Regions from separate parts of the Mus musculus genome. Here region 2 is linked to region 1. A link is a contact called in public HiChIP or PLAC-seq data. All regions are on one chromosome and are shown on one strand. The core of a region is the stretch at or near the end of the contact, and the rest is flanking DNA. Distances in the headings are between cores, read along the strand shown.

Evidence for each region. HiChIP or PLAC-seq counts read pairs in DNA pulled down with a chosen protein or histone mark.
Region 2: an H3K27ac HiChIP or PLAC-seq map of double positive thymocytes shows a contact between it and region 1, with 5 times the contacts expected there. The contact joins the promoter of Itm2a here to the promoter of Cysltr1 in region 1. A contact is called at or near these places in 2 of 39 promoter capture datasets (cranial neural crest and embryonic stem cells) and 1 of 115 datasets of contacts at active chromatin or transcription factors (double positive thymocytes).

The regions. Positions count from the first base shown.
Region 1 is chrX:106,602,402-106,604,949 of GRCm38.p6, reverse strand. It overlaps Cysltr1 (cysteinyl leukotriene receptor 1), which reads left to right and starts at 1,271. Exons shown (of 4, transcript NM_021476.5): 1 at 1,271-1,715. All of the region lies in intron 1 of Gm5127 (predicted gene 5127), which reads right to left.
Region 2 is chrX:107,402,077-107,404,624 of GRCm38.p6, reverse strand. It overlaps Itm2a (integral membrane protein 2A), which reads left to right and starts at 1,265. Exons shown (of 6, transcript NM_008409.2): 1 at 1,265-1,519. The coding sequence starts at 1,409.

The DNA.
Region 1 (2,548 bases), core at 22-2,521:
AAAACACAGTAAGATTGGAGCAGCTAATAGAAAGTGAAGCCCTGTCAGAGCTGATGGAAAGCCTGTTCTTCCCATCACTCAGGAACAGAGACACAACTAAAGAAATAAAGAAGTCAGAGGGGGGGGGCACCCCCTCGATGCTACACCAACAGTGGTGCTATCTTTTCTTTTTTTTAAGATTTATTTATTATTTATTATATGTAAGTACACTGTAGCTGTCTTCAGACACACCAGAAGAGGGCATCAGATCTCATTACAGATGGTTGTGAGCCACCATGTGGTTGCTGGGATTTGAACTCTGGACCTTTGGAAGAGCAGTCGGGTGCTCTTACCCACTGAGCCATCTCACCAGCCCCAAGTGGTGCTATCTTAAAGCACTTTTCTTCAGTATCTAAAAAAAAATACCCCTTCTGCCATAACTCAAACTCCTTGAAAACAACACATACTGGAGGGGAAGTAAAACTTTATACTCTGTATCTCTTATAAACTCAATTCCATTGAATAAATACTGGCTAAAATAGCAATAAAATTCCCAAGATAGGATTAAAGTCTGCTCTTGAATCCAAATGTTTGCTTCCCTTTTAAATGTTCTTGGACGACCTTTTCTCCCAAGCATCATCATTACCACTGCATCCAAGGATTCCGTGGAAGAGGATAAAGAGTGACTGTAAAGTCATTAGGCTGCCTAAAGATGGAAAATTTGAGAAATTTCTTTCTTGTAGCCCATAACTGGCCAGAAAGCCACTGTTATAAGGACATTTACAAGTCCTTCCAACTAGTTATTAATAATAAGGCTACGTTTACACAATGTGTGTGTGTGTGTGTGTGTGTGTGTGTGTGTGTATCCCAACACAGGACTTTCATAGTAAAATTCAAAGTAGTTCATTCACCCAGTTTACTTCAAAATCTTATCAATTTGTCTTCAACATCAAATCACACCTCAGGTTCTAATTAGCACACTCTAGATTGGCATGTCCTTTTCCTCCTAGGATATGAGACAATCAAAAAGAAAAATGCTTTTCAAAATTCTTATAGAATCACAAATTTCATGAAGGAGGGGGACACACACACATACAGCCTGTGAAGGAGAGAGGATATATGGAAGGAGAGAGGTAAAGAGGAAGTATATCTTAAGATCAAGTTTCACATAATGCCAGATATATTAGCATATACTGGTAGGATTATCTTTTCCCCGCCTACAAATAGCCTAAGCACCCTCCAGTCATAAAAATCAGAGAGAAGTAAGCTGAACAGCAGACACTCCTCCTTACTTCCCACCTCAGAGCAGCTGCATGACTTCCTGAGGATTCTATTGCAGTAGCCAGAGATAAACACTCATTTGTGCATATTACGTGCAAGTCTCCAGTTTCTATTCTTCTTCCCTCTCCGCTCTTTCCCTTCCCCCACTTTAAACCAGGGAAGCCAAACTCTGGCGGGGTTGAAGCGGCTTGAGAAGTACTAAGAAACAGGAAGAAGAGTCGAGGTCTATTGGCTAGCAAATGTGCCATGGCCTGACCTCTCTCCTCTGGAAAAGAAACATTCCTAAAGAGCAGGAGCCCTGTGAATGGAGTGGACCATCCCGAATATCCAGACTTATTTGCAGCTCACCATCCAGGGTTAGCTCACCAGGAGACTAGCAGGTTGGAATTTCTGAAGATTTGGATCTTGCTTCAGGGAGCAAAAGGACCTTAAACTGTGAAGCTTGGAATCAGCAGGTAAGAAAATTGGGTTGGTTGGAGCAAAGTTGAACTGATGGCAGATTCTACCAAATGCCTCAGAGATTGTGGATAACTGCCCTGCCTTATCTGCCTTGAATTAAGCTGCTAATCTGAACATCTGCATTCTTTCGGCTTTGGTTCTTGGCCAGAGCTCTGATCGTCTAATCAGCCTGTCAGCAAGTGTAGCTCACTGCCTCTGTTGCACGCTCAAAATGGCAAACTGTTGAGGTGGCATTCCTCAAGCCTCCAGCACCTTTACGACTCAGCCAGAAGTGCAAAATCGGCCTCAAGCTCCCATCTTAAGGCTACCCTGGAGCTTCTGTAATGCAGATTTAAATGTGGAAAGAATGTGTTCAGCGGCTGCTGCTGCACGTAAACCAACCAGTTGGGGGCTGACCTAGACTTTTCACGAGGCACTTTCATGCTTTGTTTTCTTCTTACTTAATTCACTTTACATCCTGCTCAAAGTTTCACACTTTTCACCTTCTTTGCATCCTATAATTGAGACAGGATGTCCCTCTTTCCCCCACTCCTTCATTCTCATCATAGTTCTCATTCTACCCTCCCCCAGGCCCCTCTCTTAGGTAAAGAGAAAAGTGACTCAGACAGGTTAAGGAATTTCCTTGCAACACACCACGCTGCTAGAAACTGGCCATTTGACTCAAGACTACAGAAAGAAAGCCCTATCAACTTACAGACAACTAGTAGAAATACCTATGACCTACTTTGTAACTTAGGGCTAAACTCACTAGGTTAACATTAGACTAAGAAGTCATACAATTTAATCAACCACATGGGACAAGAACGTTTTTTTGTCTTCTTAGCTATTT
Region 2 (2,548 bases), core at 16-2,515, 800 kb before region 1:
AGACAGGAGAGGGCTTTAGAGGCAAAACAATCTCCATGGGAAAAACTCCAAGTTAGAATTTCTTGGACAGAAGGGAAGCAACTCAGCATATTCAAGTCTGTTCAGTTAAGTTGATGAGTAGGTGGGGAATTCTCTAGTAAAACGGTGTTTTGTTTTGTTTTGTTGGGGCTTTGTTTTGTATTGCTCCCTTCATACAACAGACCTCTATTCTGTTTTATGTAGCAAGACTATTTATAAACTCTCTACCACCAACTCTAAATCACCAGCCACCACAGCTTGAATTTCATTAGTTAGGCTCTTTATGTCACCAGTTTAAGAGAGCTGACTGAAGAAACACTTTAACTCTACTAGACGGATATCCATGTAAATCTTCACAATGCTTTGTAAGCCAGTCCGTCAGATAGTTTTCCTATGAGAGCCACACCAGCATCTGGTTATATTGTGTATGCCCTACATCCCTGAACACATAGGTACACACACCCCTGCTTCCCCCTACCCACCCCCCGCTGGTTACACAGCTGGTGGCTGAAGAGAAACAGGCTCTGGGCTGAGACCTTACTCTGGCTATCCCGATCAGGGAGAAAGAAATCTGGGTTATTTCACTGATTCATTAGGAAAGAGCTTTCTACCCTCCCTTCTCTGGATCTTATCATGTCCTGTCTGCAAAATGAGGAGTTAGGGAGACAAAAGCCCCGTCTTCCTCATCTAACATTGCTTTAAGTTGGAAAAATAAAATTATAAAAGAAAACAAAAAGCATGAAAGGAAAAACAATGTTGGACTATGAAACAAGCAACTACAAACTGACTTCTGGGTGTTCTTTAAACGGAAGATAGTCTAAAGGTGTAGAACAGTCAGGGAACTGTGCTTTCTGGCCTGGGTGGGTTGCAGAACTCAGAAACCTTGGGTTGGCTCCAAGTTACAGTCCCTGGCCCCGCGGGGGGCCAGGCCCAAGTTTGGGAAAACAGAGTCAGGGGCTATTGTGGTCCAGACAGAAGCAGAAAGACACGACAGGCAAGCTTCCTTCCTGCCTTGCTCTTATCTGAGGGTGCAGAAGGCAGTAGGAGCATGCCTGGGGTGCAGGTGAGGCATGTCTACCCTAAGCCGGCCATCAGCTCCAGTTCCCCTCTCTTTCCAACTAAGCAGCTACCCACCCCCACTCGGTTGCACTGCAGAGCTCGGGCCCCCTCCCGCTCCTCCCTCAGCACCTCCCTGGCCCCGCCCACCCTCTCCCACCCAGCCTGGGACTGCGTCATAAGTAAGCCCAGACCTGAGCTCGCTGCTGCCTGTGGAAGACTGGGAGAGGAGACACTAAGTGCTGCTCAAGCAAGCGCGATCCTCTCCTCTTTCAACCTGCAGCCCAAGATACTGATTCGAGCCGCGCCTTACCGCGCAGCCCGAAGATTCACCATGGTGAAGATCGCCTTCAACACCCCTACGGCGGTGCAAAAGGAGGAGGCGCGGCAAGATGTAGAGGCGCTCGTCAGTCGCACTGTCCGAGCTCAAATCCTGACTGGCAAGGTAGTTCCCACTGGGCCCACCTCTGTCTTCTGGGGTTTGGGGATGGAGAGAAAAGGGGGAATATGCAGGTGCAGAGAGTAAACTGTTGGCTGCCCTGCAGCGGAGTTCCAGGCAGGCCAATCTGCATTGAGTTGAGTGGGTCACCTTTTACTCTGCTTCAACTTATTCCCTCTGCATCCATGCGATTCTATCGCTTAACACCACCTACCCCAGGGAAGTTGTTGGAAGGAGTTTGAAGAAATTCCTGCATGTCATTTGTTCTGAGAAATGGGTTATGGAATTATCCAGAGAAGCAATTATAGCTACAGGGGCCGAGCAGCCACACGGAGTGAACAAGGGCAAGAGACTTAACTGTTCTTTATTTTTGACATGGGTAAAGTTATATGAATCTCTGTCTTTGTAGGACTGCTTTTGTGGCGGTTGAATGGAGGCAAGGGGCAGCCTGAACTCCAAACTGTATGTTCTGGGGAAAGTGTGTTTCTGCACGCGCATGAGCGCGCGCGCGCGCGCGTGTGTGTCTGTGCACGCGCGCGCGCACACCACCCCCCCACACACACAATTTTAGTTAGTGTTAAGGGTTAGATAATGGAGCTATTAAAACATATATTGGTTTTAATTCTTGATAAATCACGTTTAAAAATAAAATTTGAGATCTTATTGTTTTGGTTGTTATTATTTTTTACTTTTTATTATTTTTTTAGCAATATCCCTCATATAGCCATGTGAAGCATATCCATGTTGCTATTTAAACAATTCATTTTCCAGGCACTGGAGAAGTTCTCTCTTCCTAGGTTGTTCATCTAGACAAATTTATATTTCCTTTTAATGCCAACCATGTTTGTAGTGTCGATAAACTCTTTTTCCTCAGTTAAATCTTAGTTTGAAAAAGTGATAATATTTTCTTCTACTTCTGTGGAATCTGCAGTACTGGAGCTCGATCTGCCTTAACTTGTCCTGGTGTCTTTAGAGAGTTTTCTCTTCTAGGTTCAGACTGGATATTTGAAAAGTGCTTTGAGTGACATCTGAATG